2 separate regions of the Ovis aries genome follow, and region 2 is linked to region 1. A link is a contact called in public Hi-C data. All regions are on one chromosome and are shown on one strand. The core of a region is the stretch at or near the end of the contact, and the rest is flanking DNA. Distances in the headings are between cores, read along the strand shown.

Region 1 (4,385 bases), core at 957-3,456:
GTAAAATGAACCCCCTTAAGAAGGGGGCTTCCCAGGTGGCTCAGTGGTAAAGAATCCGCCTGCTAATGCAGGAGACACAAGAGACAAGGGTTTGATCCCTGGGTCAGGGTGATCCTCTGAAGAAGGAAATGACAACCCACTCCAGCATTCTTGCCTGGAAAATTCCATGGACAGGGGAGCCTGGTGGGCTACAGTCCATGGGATCACAAAGACTCAGACATGACTAGCAAATGAACACACACACACACACACACACACACACACAAAGGGCAAAGAAGGCTACAGTAGCCCCAACCAAATGGGCGTTTTCCCTTCCTTTGTGCTGACAATGCCTTGGTTTTCATTCCAGTGCTCCTCTCTCCCTTCCTCTCCCTTTCATGACTTTGTCAAATCCTTTTGCCAGTGATTTCTCTAGGATATGCCTGAGACTCGGTTCTAATGAGACAGGAGGCAAATTCTGCTGTGATGGTGTCTAGAAAAGCTTTATTCACTCTTAAAAAGAAGACAAAGAAGAAAAAATGGGCTGTCCTTTCTTCTACTGGTCCTCATATCTGCCCACAATGCTTACACCCACGGCAGATATCCTGAAAACAAGGGAAGTGAGCCAGAGCAGACCACACTGAGCTTGGCAGAGTGGAAAGACGGCATCTCAGTGGCATAATTTACTTGCCATCTTAATCAAACCTAGACCCACCAGGTGCCCAGGCCTATGTTATGTAAGTTAATAAATCCTCTTAGTGTTTGTCTTTTGGATTGGATTTTCTGTTACTTGCAGCCAAAAAATATCCTGCTACGAAGGCATTCTGGAGAGAAGTAGCAGCATATGTTACAGAAACAAGAGATACAAGAGATGGCCTGTTTTAAGACCTAGAGGTATTGAAGACCCACATCGAAGGTGACAGAGTGGCTTGATGGAATGCATGTGGGTGCTCAGTTGTGTCCTACCCTTTGTGACCCCATGGACTATAGCCCACCAGGCTCCTCTGTCCATGGAATTTCCCTGGAGTGGGTTGCCGTTTCCTCCTCCAGGGGATCTTCCTGACCCGGGGATCGAACCCACGTCTCTTGGGTCTCCTGCATGGAGGGGCAGGCTCTTTACCACTGCACCGCCTGGGAAGCCCAGCTTGATGAAATGATGCCGCACCATTAAGCAGAGACCTAAAGACCCAGGGAGAGCTACTCAAAGTTTTCAGCATGTGACACTGGGAAGAAACGGGAAGCCCATGGCAGTGGCTGATTTACTGACCTACACCAGCAGTGATGAAGGCTTGAAGAAAGCAAGTGATAGAAAGAAGAGCAAGCCACAGCAACCCCCTGAGGCAGCTTGCGGACCCCAGTCGCCCCTGGATGTGGTGGGGGGAGGAAAGAGGAGTGGAGTGACACTCATATTTCTGGCCTGGATGACCAGCTGGGTGTTGCTCACGGAGATACAGAAGGAAGCTCCTATGAGAGTGAGATTATTTTCTTTGGGGGAAGTTGGGGGAAAGATAAGAAAAATTCCATTTTAATTATCCTGACATTTGAGGTCCTTGTTGGGCATCTAGGTGGAGCCATCTTGCATGTAGTTGCTAAGGGGGTAAAGTATGAGCTGGTCTCCACGACTGAACTCAGCCAAATCTCCCCCATGCTTCCTGTTTTGATGTACAAAGAAAGAACAATATCATAAAGGCCCTGTGTATTTACATAGGTAACATTTGAAGCCTACCACCTTGAAAAGAACTTTCTGAGGCTTTTAGCCATAAAACTAAACCATCAACTTCTTCCCCAGGTAGCCCAACCAATGATCCTGACCAGCCCTTGAACTTCAGGCTTGGATATACAGCTGCCTACTTGATCTCACCATTGGAAATGATTGGCAGGATCATCTGAGAAAAGGAAGAAACTCCGGTTGATCAAGTATAAGGAGATTAGAACACAGGTCTGGGGTTCCTGTTGTAAATGTGGTTGTAAGGTCAGGGGATACCCAGGTGAAAACTGGTGAAGAATGAATAGATTGTACAGTCTAGTAGCTCGAGATGAACAGTGCTGAACAATCTCAGGAGGAGGGCATGGCAACCCACTCCAGTATTCTTGCCTGGACAATCCCAGGGACAGAGGAGCTTGGTGGGCTACAGCCCATAGGGCTGCAAAGACCTGGACACGACTGACGTGATTGAACACACAGGTATGTGAACAATCTCATGGCCGGCTAAACAATAGGTTGACTCATTGACTTGAAGCAAGTACTACGCACTGACTCACTGTGCTGGTCAGTGGAGGGTCAAAGATGAGTAAGACAAGGTTGGTCATGGTTCAAGGTATTTCTGGGCATCCATGGAGAGGCAGACGTGTAAATCAAAAAGACGATAGAGAATTACAGGTGTCTTGATGGACGCCTGTCTGAGGCACAAGAAAAGCCTCCATCTTCTCCTGGGACCAAGAGGAGTAGTGTTACAGAAGAAATGATGCCTGAGCTGAGTCTTGTCTTGTCTGGTGAGTGGCTATTTGCCATTTGTACAGGGAAGAAGAGACGTTCCAGGCAGAAGAAGGTGGGGCAAAGTCTAAAGGCATAAACAGAGGCATGGCCTGTTCAGAGAGCTGTACTTGGTTTGCTGTGGCTGGACTAACTGCTTCAGGAGTAGAGAGGTAGGCACTGGCTACATCATAGCACACACTGATGCTACACTATGGAGTCTGGACTCTGTGGACAGTGAAGATGGGGATAGAGGGCACAGGAGGAGGGTAAATTTATTCTGATTTGTATTTTAAAATCTCCTGAACAGCAAAAGGATAGCTCAACTTTCATGAAAGAAAACAAGAAAAGAGGCAGGAAGATCAGTTAGGAGAACCCTGCAATGATCCAAAGAGCTGAAGACCAGAAATGAAGCAATGGCTTTAAGAAGACAAGAAAGGGGCAGACACAGAAGACTGTAAGAATGCAGAATGGACAGAACTTGGTCACCAAGGATGTGGAGAGGCTGGAAAACGGAAGGCATCCAGTTGGTCGGGCTTGGGAAACCAGAAGAATAAAGGTGCCGCTTGCCAAAGTCAGAAACATGAGGATGAACAAGGTGGGAGAGAAACGTGAGTTCAGCTGCGATCCCGTCAAGCATCTCCAGGCGGAAATGCACAGGAATGAATCAGCATCCGCCAGCAGCTCCAGAGAGACCTGATTGCAGAGGACACGTTGATTCTCTTGGTAAATTTCTGTCTCCTGACCGACAATTAAATCGATAAATGACTAGACAAGTTAGGAATGTCACGTGTGCTCACCGAAGAGGTGGTATCAGCCTAAGACACTTCAGCCTGGCTCAGTGCTTCTGCACTCTTCGTTTAATATTTTAGATGGAAACAGACCCACAGGCAATCTGACCCGCACTCAACCTGGACACCCCTCCCCCAGCACCAGTTTCTCAGCTTGTCCACGTTACCTGTGCATCTCTGTACGCCTGCCTGCCCCTGGCCCCCGCCCCCAGCCCCGTTTACTCCACGTTTAACAGGCATTCACACCGTTTTTGAAATGGAGGGCAGTACCACATGAAAAGGGCCATTCCATTGTTGGAAATTTCTGTTTCTTAGGGACATTGCTTTTAATCTTAGGAACTTTAAAAAAATGTTGACAAAAGGCCTGTTATCTCAGAAAGTACCCTCAGCCTTAGGAGAGGCAGATTTTTCAACTGAGAGAAAGCCTCTGATCTTCAGGCAATCTATGTAACAGAAGGGATGTGTGACAGTCTTCAAGTCTAGGATTTGCCTCAGGTCCTTTCTTCTAAAAAAATAAAATAGAAGTATTTGAAGAGCGTTTGCTATGCGGCTTTTGTTTTGAAATGACATTTGCCCACTGTGCTTTAATTCAGTACATAGCTTAATGGTTTAAGCGATGCTTGCTGCAGAATGGAATGGATTATAGCTTTGAAGATGCCACCTTTCAGGCTTTTCAAAAGCACATCAGCACGAGGAATTTTTTTTAACGATGGATCTGGGATGTTGCAGTTCTGCAAATGCCCAGCAGGGGGAGCAGGGCAATGTAAGTGGCCCCTTAAAATTTTTTGTTTCTTGCTTTTGAAATGTATAAGCACTTTTAAGGGGCTGTCTCAATGCTCTCTTGTTGCAAAATTTAACATTATTGCTCCTAATCCCAAATTCCAAAATACATGTGGCTTCCGAGCAATATTGTGTTCACACCTAGAAGGAGAGGAATACGTTTTTCTCTTCATTACAAGTGAAGCCCAGCTGAGAGCCAAGCCAAGCCATGTCAAGAGACTTGGGAGAGAACAGTTTTGTCTTATGGACACAAATAGTATTTACAAGCAGCCAGAGCAGCCCAGGGAGGCCACGTGAGGAAGGAGGAAAGACACAGCAGATGGGTCCAATCTCCCATAAAAGAAATGCTTTAAAAACAAAAA
Region 2 (4,011 bases), core at 717-3,216, 380 kb before region 1:
TTTCAGACGCTGGTTTTACATCTTCCTGGCTGTGTGAGTTTGGCAAGGGATTCTGACTCTTGGTCTCAGGCTCATCATCTCTAGACTGGGTAGACTAGAGCCGAGGGGGTTTGTGGTAGCATTAGAGGAGGGGACATAGCAGGGGTTAGCACAGCCCAGAGTGAGAGGGAGGAGGCAGGTGGAAGGGAACTGGGGCGAGAGCAGAGCTTAAGGGGATGCCTTGGAGACATGAGGTCTGAAGCCCCTGGCTTAGGAAAGGGACTCAGCCAGGGACTCTGAGGCCCAGCTGAGAGTAAAGACAGTGACAGTCTGGGCAGGTACAGGGTTTTTCTTGAAGCCCCCAGCAGGGAGGCAGATGCTGGGAGGAGGTGGACACCAGGACTGCTCCGTGGCTGGGTTCCTCAGCTTCCTCCCAGCAAGTGTGTGGGAAGGACCTCAAGGAAGGAGTTGAAGGCCTCGGGGAGGGGCTGTCAAGGGGAGAGCTGAGTGGGGAAGCAGAGAAGGAGGGGACTTCTTTCCCCCGGCGAGTCTTCTCTGCTCTTCTCCATCTGAGCTGTCCTGCCCCCCTGCTCTATCTATCCAATCACTCCCATCTTTCAAGGCCTGTTCAGGGCTCACCTCCTCTAGGCAGTCTGCCCTGACTCCTCTCTTTCTAAAGGCACCTCCAGGGCCAGATATTGTCCTTAATATTGGACCTCATGCCAGGTCCACTTTTTCTCCTCAGTCAATGGGAGACTCCAGGGGGCAGGTTCAGAGCATCAGGTCAGCTGGGTATGTGAATCACAAGGCACTTAATAGACAGAAGCTTATTTTTAGCTTGTCCTTCTTTTCTTGGTATTCTAGAGTGGGTATAGAATAAAAAATAAATGAATAGAAGACACCGGCAATACTGGCAGTGTTTGACCTGCTTGTTCCTACAGTTTGTTTTGATTCTATTATATCGGCTCTTCGTGTCATTTTGATCCCAGCCGAACTCTTGTTTCACCCTGGCCCTCAGGCCCAGCCAGGAGTGTGACTGTGCTGGGGGGGAAAGATGACAGTCCAGCAGGGCTAGGGGAGAGGGAGGTTCCTCCCCGATCTGTGACCACCAGCTGCTGGGGCAGACACCAAAGGATTACTCAGCCCAAAGCCCTGAATCTGCTGACGAAGCCGCCAGGGGCCACCTTATCACTAATACAATTATTCCCCCAGGGGACAGGTCAGCAACTTCCTTCTGACTCCCTGGAAGAGTCTGGGACGGGGTGGCGGTGGGGGCTGGGGGCCAGGGTTGGCAGGGAGATGGGTGCATGGTGAAGGCTGCGAAAGTGACTTCCCTTTGGATGGTGAAGACTCTAGCAAGTAAAGCCCCTGCCCCAGCCTGTCTAGGGTCCTCCTAGCTGGTGTGACCAGGTCCCAGGCCTGAGAGATGACCTGGGCTCTGCCGCTGGGAGGAAGCAGTGGTCCCTGGGATGAATCAGCTGCTGATCAGGCTGCCTGGGCTGGATGGCTTGGCTCCTATTCAGCCTGTGGCTGCCACAGGCTTCTCATTTGCTGCAAACCTCGTTCACAGCATTTGGGAACATGTCTTTGGGGATTTCTTTAAAATTCTCTCTTTGTTTGCTCATCCAAGAGTTTTCACTATCTCAGAAAAAGGATAGCTGGTGATGAGTGCATGGGCTCCGGAGCCCAGGACCCAGCAATTCCACTTCTAGGAAACCACCCTTTTGGAAAAGTCACAAAGATTGAATTATATGGCTGTTCTCTGCAGCGATTTTAGTAAAACACCCAGCTGTAGACAACTGGCTAGATCAAGTATGTGTTGTCCTTGTGGTGGAACGCTGGGCAGCCATTCGTCCCAAGCGCATTTCCAGGGAAATATGCCCACACGGTTCCAACCTCAATCCAGCTGCACAACAGCACGCACAGTTTGATTTCCTGTGTCTCGGAGGAGTGTCTGGCCAAAGATCATGGGATTCTTTTTCTTCTCTGCAGGGCCTGAGTTAATTAATGGTTTCTTTTTCTAGAGCAGTAAGTGGAAGGGTCAGGACTCTGAGGGGCCAACACCAGCAGGAAAGTTTCTCAACAAAGCCTCTTTATTTCCTTTTCGAGATAACATTTAGAAATAATCACATATTCCTTGCACAGTTTCCCAGCTTTTGGCTGCTGAAGTCTCTCTTCTAGAATTGTTTCAAAGGTCCGAGCAGAACATAAGAGGCTCTTGGTCCCTTCCAAGGACGAGCAGATGAAAGACAGGCTATGCAGGACACATCTGATATGCTGCTGCACATGGAGGGGGTATGGAAAGTGGGGAATAAAGTGGGGAGACACCACTTATCTAGTGGTGTCTGATGTGAACGACATCTGTTTTGACCTCTTTAAAAAAAAAAAAAACTTTGTAAAAATGTTTTTGCCACCCGGCAGAGCATGTGGGATCTTGGTTCCCTGACCAGGGATTGAACTCGTGCCCCCTGCAGTGGAAGCGTGGAGTGCTAACCACTGGACTGCCAGGGAAGTCCCTTAAACTCTCTTTTTTTCCTGGTGCTGAGAGAAGTGGGCTTCTCCATCCTCCAGCAGAGCTACGATCAGCAGAGATCCTCACTACGATCAGAAAATTTTGTTTCCTTCGAATGTTTATTAGTAAACATGTGTTACCAGATGATCAGAATAAAACAGAGTTCTTTTAAGTTTTTTTTTTTTTTTTTCAAAAAGAGCTAATCTGAAATCAACATAACCCAATCCTCCTCCTCATCACAGGACATATTTGTGAAGAAATGGTTCAGTGTTTCTATGTGTGGAATGCAAAGCTTCTCACAGTCTGGGCTCTTCTCTCCTGTTACCCAAGGGCAAGGCCAACATCTAGCAGCTGCTCAGGCTGGGCCTGGGCTTAATCACAACAGCTGTACTGCAGAGGCGGAGGCCTGGTCCTGGAGGTGCGCCTTCCTCTTGCTGGGCCTGGTGTCTTCCCTTTAGTGCTGGACCCTGGGAACCTCTGGCGATCAGAGAGGGGTTGAGCGGGGTGTGGCATGAGGGCTGGGAGCTCTTTGGAAACGAGTTGTTGTTCCGTCGTTAAGTCACATCTGACTCTTTCCGACCCCATGGACTGCAGCATATTAGGCTTCCCTGCCTTTCACTATCTCCCAGAGTTTGCTCAAATTTATGTCCCTTCAGCCGAAGGTGCCATCCAACCATCTCATCCTCTGTTGTCCCCTTCTCCTCCTGCCTTCAATCTTTTCCAGCATCAGGGTCTTTTCCAATGAGTTGGCTCTTTGCAGCAAGTGGCCAAACAATTGGAGCTTCAGCTTTGGTCACTGTCTGCAGTGATTTTGGAGCCCCCCAAAAAGAAAATCTGTCTCCCTGAAAACCAGTATGGAGTATTTAAAAGCTCATCAATAGGCACAACACTACCATTGTTTTCTAAGTGACTGACCCTCCGGGTTATAGTATTTATTATCTTCTAGAAATGAAACAACCTGAAAGCGGGGTTTCCCCCCCTTATTTTGAGCCAGATAATGCATCGTGGGGCTGTTCTGTGCATTGTACGAGTTTGGTAGCTTCCCTGACCTCCTCCCACTGGATGCCAGTGGCATCCCCTTCTTTCCAACGGCGACAACCCAAAGTGTCTCCAGACACTGCTGAATGTCCCCCATGAGGGGCAGAATTGTCCCCAGTACAGAAACATTGGCCTCAGCGGTATTATTTCCTGGAGACAGACCACCAATCTGTTATCACAGATGCAGGAAGCACTTCCCATGACAGAGATCCGGGAGGAGTCCTGGGCCGCCAGGCATGTAACTTTATCTTCGGTGTGATGTCCTGCTGAGTCAGGAACTGTCCAAAAGGATGCTTACAGTCGGCAGGTTTCTTGGAAGAAGAATTTTACTGTTTAATTTTCTTTATATTTTTCTGTGTTGTAAGAGTATTTAATAATGAACATGTATCATAATTATAATTAAGATAAAGCTTGTGTTTTTTTAAAAAAATGTTAGCTAATTTGAAATAAATACGATCTTAAATGATACTAATTGGAAATAT

What was found. A called contact is a pair of places that touch in the nucleus more often than the background predicts.
Region 2: a contact with region 1 is called in a Hi-C map of mixed tissues, with 4 times the contacts expected there. The contact joins two enhancer-like sites. A contact is called at or near these places in 3 of 16 Hi-C or Micro-C datasets (mixed tissues, omental adipose tissue and tail adipose tissue).

The regions. Positions count from the first base shown.
Region 1 is chr7:18,263,957-18,268,341 of ARS-UI_Ramb_v3.0, reverse strand. The region is part of intron 7 of THSD4 (thrombospondin type 1 domain containing 4); the gene reads right to left. Among named protein-coding and RNA genes, the nearest start is that of THSD4, 340 kb to the right of the region's middle. Within about 2 kb of position 2,206, at least 3 of the 54 cell types and tissues checked have an H3K27ac peak or open chromatin away from gene starts, as enhancers often do.
Region 2 is chr7:18,641,471-18,645,481 of ARS-UI_Ramb_v3.0, reverse strand. No RefSeq gene overlaps it. Among named protein-coding and RNA genes, the nearest start is that of NR2E3, 5.8 kb to the left of the region's middle. Within about 2 kb of position 1,966, at least 5 of the 54 cell types and tissues checked have an H3K27ac peak or open chromatin away from gene starts, as enhancers often do.